Linked DNA regions of Mus musculus: region 1 is linked to region 2. The links are chromatin contacts, called in public HiCAR-type maps. All regions are on one chromosome and are shown on one strand. The core of a region is the stretch at or near the end of the contact, and the rest is flanking DNA. Distances in the headings are between cores, read along the strand shown. Region 1 holds the start of 4930529K09Rik (RIKEN cDNA 4930529K09 gene). Region 2 holds the start of Pcdh17 (protocadherin 17).

Region 1 (3,142 bases), core at 377-2,876, 1.8 Mb before region 2:
ATTTTTCTAGGTGTCTTCACAGTCTCCTTTTCTGAATGCTTACATGTTCTTTGCTACCTGTGCCTCTTCCTCCTTTACACAGTCTCCATCCCTCAATGATCTGCGTTTACCTTCTATTTCATTGAAGCTGGTAACCTTATTGTTAGGTCAGCTAAACTCAGTCATGTAGTCCTAACCGCAGAAAGCCATTGCTCAAAAATCCAGTTCATCAGCTCCGTCTCCAATCCTTCAGCAAATGAGAATTTGGTTTCTAATTTAGGTTCCCATTCATTATTTGAGAGAGAGAAGAGAAGAAAAGAACATCACCTGTTAAGCTTTTGTAATCTAGCATTTCCACGAACTCATCTAGAACACTGGAAAATAAGCATAAACAGATATTGGAACTAAATGGAAAGACACGTTCTTGCAAATGTCTGCATATGTGGCATTAGTAAGTACGGATCATGCTGATTTTAACCTTAGTGGGTTATATCAGTTAAATCTGATTCTTGACTCAAAGCAAAGATAATTCTGGTTAGACGGAGGCCTTAGTGCGCGCAGGCTGAGCAGCAGTCTGGGCCAGCAGATGCTGCCCCGAGTCAGCCAGGTGCGGCGCCCATCTAAATGGTGTAGCCAACGTGTGGATTAGATTAAGTGAAAAATAATCTTTTCATCCTAATTAAGACTTGCCTCAAAACAACCAGATCTTTAACATATGGAGTGAAAGTAATTGAATTTGAGGAACTCAAGAAATTGACAGAGAAATGTGTCAGATGGCAGACAGAAATGGAGAGAAGGATTTAGAGTCAAAATAACTTGTGAGTTTGGTAGAAATCTTCTAAAGAAGGATAAAAAAAAATTCAAGAAATGTTTTGTTCAATTTTGAATGATTTCCCATGAAAACATATTTTGTTTTCTTTTTCAAAAAAATAAATTTTTGTGTTTGACGTTAACTGTTAGGTATTTGGAAAATTTACTTGTGAATTACATGAATCATCGCATTCTCTAATGGTGATGTGGCTCACCTTCTAATCTACATCTTGAATTCATCCATTTCTAAGGCTTTCCATTGCTTCAAGCAGAATCCCAGACAGTAGCATCTCTTACCTGGGCTGTTGTGGTTGTACTCCAGTCTCCCTCTGATCCCCCCCCCCCCCCCGAGTTTCCCTCTACACAGAAGAGAGAATGACCTTTTACATATGTAAATCAAATCATACCAGTCTCCTGCCTGAAATCCTACAGTGGTTCCCATAGCAATTATGTAAAATCCGCATTATTTTCCATGACTTGCAGGGACCCTGTGTAATCCCATTCCAACCACCTCTCATCATCTTTCCTTCAGACAATTATACTTTGTCTGTGTCCCAGTTCATGTTGTTTTTTTAGAGGATGCAAGTTTTCTTCCCTTTGCCCTGAAGCCTCCCTCTTCTTTCTCCTACCTCCCTTCATACAGTACTTATGATCTCTTCAGAAAGGAGTCATTTTCCAAATCAGTTCAGAGCCTCCCTTTCTCATCTTCTTACCTTTTTCTCTTCACGTTAAATGTTGTGCTTATGGCAGATCTGTGGGGCCATGAAAGGCAGCCTGTTCTGGTTGAATGAGGCTTGCTCCAGTGGGTGACCCAGTGGAGACCCAGTAGGAAACTCTACAAGGGATGGAACAGTGAGCCACATTCCCAGAGACACCACAAAGCCCGCATCACCATAATTCTGCGACTATAAGTTACACAGACAATGTCCCAAGCTTCTGACATTCTGGCTAGATTCCGTCCCCACAGTTACCTGACTATAGCCAGGTATGCACCTCCGCACAGTTACCTGGCAACAGCAAGGTAGCTGGCCCACTATAAAAGGGGCTGCTTGGCCCCTCCTCACTCTCTTTAAGCTCTCATTTTTCTTACTCTCATCTCTAACCCTCCTTTTCTCTCTCCTTTCCCCCCTCTCTCCACGTGGGCATGGCCGGCCTCTCTCTTTGTTTTACCTTCTATCTTTCTCTTTGCCTTTCTACAATAAATCTCTAAAACCATAGACTGTCTCTATTCATCAAGGCCCAAAGTGCTTAAACCATGGCATAGGCTTTCCCCTAAAGAGCTGCATCTAACCTTCCGCTAGAAGGCCTTTCTACACTCTAACCACGGGCCAAGGACTCTTACCTGCCTGGGAACCACCCAGAGCCCCCTCTCCACCCTGCCCTCTCTTCCCTTCAGCCACAGGGATGACTGAGCCGCCCCTAGGGCCTCCATTTTGTTCTCAGGTCTTCCGAGGTGTCCAGTGGTGTCTGGGACGCCAGAGACTAAGAACCTGTTATCTCTGGCTTCATTGAGGCCCAGAGACCTCGGGCTGCCTCTTGTCCAACCCCAGTGGGCTGAGTCCATAGCTTCACACAGCCAGACACCCACCCAGAACTGAGTGGAACGCATGAATCAGTCCTCCCACGTCCACCCACTCAGAGCATGGGAACTCTGGTGGGATGCGAGTTTTCTCCCACTCCCTTTATTCCCCGACGCCCACTGCCCAGCAAAGATCATCATCATTTATTCCAAGAGCAACCTGAAGCCAATAGAATTATTAAACTGATCCTCTCCTATTTGAAAACCATGTTCATTTTCTCCCAATAAATCAGGGTTGTCTGAAAGCATTGATCTGTCAAGAGAATCCATAGAGCTGACTTTGCTCATCAATGTAACTACGGCTATCCATAAGAGATAGATCATTAGATGTAGGGATCCAGGAATTGAACATGGACACTCTCTGCTATCATTGACCTTGCCTGAGAATAGAAAGGGGTCTGTTTGAAAGGATTAGCTAACCATAAAGACATCAAACATGAACCTCACCTTTTCTTTGAAGGACCAAAATATTTTTTCTTACATTTTAGAATCTAGGTTAATGTATAAATCTATCAAATCAATGGAAACTGCACTTAATTCTTCTCAGTTTTTCAACACAAATCCTTTAATGAAAGATCCAGTTCTTTTTCTAAGTAACTCAGTGATAAACACTAATTGCATATTGGGTAAGAAGGCAACAATAGTATCTTTATTGATGTTTGTATGGAAAATTAGTGCACAACACACTTGTGTCATTATGACTCTGTATCACTATGAGATGCCTACTGGTATGCTAGTACCAGAAGCCACATTTCTGAGAAGTTACTACTTGTC
Region 2 (3,289 bases), core at 548-3,047:
GCATCTCCGAGCCAAGTCTTTTTTTCTCTCTCCCTCTTCTTTTTCTCTCTTCTTTCCGAGCAGCCAGAGGGAGGGGAGGAAATGCAGAGGAAAAAAAAGTGTCCCGATTTGTAGTTTCCTCCCCCTACCAAGCTCCTCCCTCTCTTCCTCGGAGAGGGTTCTCCCCCAAAATCAAGAAAGCCACAGCCTGATCAGCATTTGCGCCGAGAGCCTATTGGGAGGAGAAAAATATAGAGATATATCTCCGCCTCTGTTCGTAGAACACTCTGGTGTGTCTCTATGCCAATCCGGGAGCCGCCACTACCATCCCATCCTCTTCCAGCAAGCAAAGACTTCTCTCCCTGCAGTTTAATTCCAGTTTGCTTTTCTTGCCAGGCGAAAGGAAATCAACAGGCAACTCATGGTTAGACGTGCAGATTTGAGGGGGGGGGGGAGGGGGGAGGGCAGACTAGAAAGGAGGAGGGAGCTACCCTCCCAGTCCTAGCACACACACACACACACACACACACACACACACACACACACTGCCCTGTCTCTCGCTAGAAGGGAAACAGTCTCTGCATTCACAGGGCTGGGCTGTCAAGTGGCTCTCTTTTCTTTCTATTCAGCACCTCCTTCCAGTGGCCCAGCCTCCTTTTCATCTAGAAAGGAAAACCTTGGCGAGGAACAAGAGTGGTGAATATTTGAAGAGAATAACAGTGTAGGCTTTTTCCCCCCTTATTATTATTATTATTTTAAATTGGAGGAGTAGAGTCGACGGAATACATCAAGGCTTGGCGTGATGCATTCTGCAGTCTGGCTCACACACGGTCTCTGGTCGACTTGGGAAAGGCAGAGAGGGTGAGGAGCTGCAGCCACCGCGGTTCTGCCAGGGCGCCCACCCGGGGAAACTACCTCCTCCACCTCCGAGGGGAGGTTAGGCACGGGTTGATCTACACATTATTTCCGCTTCTCCCAGCGCCTCGGTATACGGGAATGACACATCCAGAAATGCAGGTGTTCTCATCTGCGGGATGAGTCAGAAGCAGCGGAACGAATCGTATTCACTCTCCCCTCACGGTCCTCCCTTCGCAGTCCTTAGTTGAGGCTTCTTCTTAAGGCTTTCTCTGACCACTCAATAGGAAAAACAAAAACAAAAACAAAAAAAAAACAAACAACAACAACAAAAAAGCCGGAATCACGTCGGGGGTGGGGGAAGAAAAACGAGAAAAAGCGTGGGGGGAGGAAGGCAAAGCTGAATCCAGGAACACTTTTACTCTACCTCTTTCGGCCGGAGTCCGAGGCTCTGCAAAACAAGGCGTCTGCTTTGCTTACGAATATTTATTTGTTTTTTAAAAAAAACCTTTCCACTTGGTTAGGCGTGAGATGCCCCCAAATCTCTCAGTCTTAGGGGTGGGGGCACGTTTCCAGTAATGATTCACAGCTTAGCCCAGGATCATAGTTCAAGATTTTCCTCCCAACGGTCTCTGTTCACAAAGTCCAGCATCGGTGTGCATAGCTAATTGTGCAGTCTGTTGTGGAGGTTTTTTTTAAATTTTAATTCCTCCTTTTTTTTTTTTCTGTCACGAGTGGTCTCTTTCAGTCTAGTGCGGTGCCTGTCAGGATCACCCCAAAGCCTGAGAAAGACGTGCAGGTTTCAAACCGAATAAATCCATCTCCGCCAGCCAAGACGCGGAGGAAATGGAAGGTGAAAAATTCAATTCAACAGTTGGAGTACCGTCTCCGAGCCGCCCTCCTCCGCTGCGGCAGCCGCCGGGCTCGCAGTCCGGATTCTCTCCCCAGCGTCTCTTGCTGACTGACTCTATTCACCTCACGCCGCCGCTTAAACATTGATACTGATTCTCTGCCAGCCAATCGGCGTGGGGAGCCAGACCCTGCCTTCTCGGCCCACGCCCAATGGGAGGCGGAGAAACGGCAGGCGGGGGCGGGGCCAGCAGCCCCAGCTCTTTAGAGTCATTGACTAGCTTGAGTCCGACCGGAGAGCATCAAGGCCCGCAGAGCCCGCGCTAAGTCTCGGCGGCGGCGCCCAGGGCTGAGCCGTGGTAGCCCTGGTGTTTAGAGGGTGTCTTCCTCTAGAAAGAGAAAAGTTTGGCAGTGATTTGATTTCAACTGGGGATAGGATGTAAAGCCAGGCGTGGGGAATCACCGTATACTTTGCAGAGAGAGGCAGCTGCGGTCTTCCTGGTGCCTTCTAGTCCACACACCAACCCACGTCGTCAGCTTACACACAGACACACACAGACACACACACACACACACACACACACACAAACACTGGGCCAAGGGAGTTGCGGATTTTCTGACTCCTTGTGCACTCATCTGGAGGTGCGGAGTGGGTGCGTGCGCGCGCATGCGTGCGCGCGCCCGAGAGAGAGCGAGAGAGAGAGAGAGAGAGAGAGAGAGAGAGAGAGAGAGAGAGAGAGAGAGAGAGAGCGTGTGTGTGTGTGTGTGTGTGTGTGTGTGTGTGGTGTATGTACGCGTTTTCTCACGGTGGGATGTTTATTTCGGTGAACGCCAGGAAAGTGCAGTGTTAGAGATCTGTCTGTGCTAGCTAGCTCGGGAGCAAACACGCCGCAAGCAACTGTAATCAATATGTAACTTTCTTCATCCTCAGAGAAATCCCCGCTGTCCCCAGGCACCCATGCAAGGAAAGTCACTTGATTATGAAAGTGTTTCAGAAGAAAAGCAGACGCCGGTGGAGAGAGAGGCAGTGTCTCGAAGGAGGGAACAAGCCTCTCTTAAGACATGTTTTGCAGCTCCATGAAACTGAAATCTGGTTGAACAGTGTTTAGACTTCTACCTTTTAACCATCTCCTATCACAGCCCACATTCAAGGTAATCCAATGTCCCTTAATGTCCCTAGCTTTGGTGTCTAATTCACTTCTGTTCATCTTACTAAAATTCCAAATAGCAATTTGATATTTTTTTCAAATCAAATAGCATTGCTAATATGTATAAAGTCTCCTATTCATAGAAGCTGAACTTAGGCAAGAACTTATACCAGATTGAATGATGTTTGTTTAAATATTCTCTCTCTGTCTCTTTGTCTCTCTCTCTTCTTCCTCCTCTTCCTCTCCCTCCTCTTCCTCCTCCCCCCCCCCATTCTAAATTTCTCATCTCCAGCTTTAGAATCTCAAAGCTTGCTTTTGTCTGAACTGCTTTCACAAACATCCACAAGTTACGATCAGTTTTGGTTCTGATCTAGCAGTTCTGGAGCAGAGTTAAGAGGGACAAAGGAAAACAATCCGTTGAAATAGAGAAGGTGAGTATTTTGATTGCGACAGTATTG

The links. HiCAR-type assays count read pairs that join an accessible place to other places.
Region 1: a HiCAR-type map of astrocytes shows a contact between it and region 2, with 2.2 times the contacts expected there. The contact joins the promoter of 4930529K09Rik here to the promoter of Pcdh17 in region 2. A contact is called at or near these places in 6 of 39 promoter capture datasets (cranial neural crest, frontonasal cranial neural crest, hippocampal neurons and 3 more), 3 of 484 Hi-C or Micro-C datasets (cerebral cortex and cortical neurons) and 6 of 115 datasets of contacts at active chromatin or transcription factors (astrocytes, embryonic forebrain, embryonic midbrain and 3 more).

What each region holds. Positions count from the first base shown.
Region 1 is chr14:86,244,454-86,247,595 of GRCm38.p6, reverse strand. 4930529K09Rik (RIKEN cDNA 4930529K09 gene) reads right to left here and starts at 1,626. Exons shown (of 4, transcript NR_040457.1): 1 at 1,503-1,626.
Region 2 is chr14:84,442,071-84,445,359 of GRCm38.p6, reverse strand. Pcdh17 (protocadherin 17) reads right to left here and starts at 1,797. Exons shown (of 4, transcript NM_001013753.2): 1 at 1-1,797. It overlaps Gm32498 (predicted gene, 32498), which reads left to right and starts at 1,956. Exons shown (of 4, transcript NR_168882.1): 1 at 1,956-2,835; 2 at 3,124-3,262.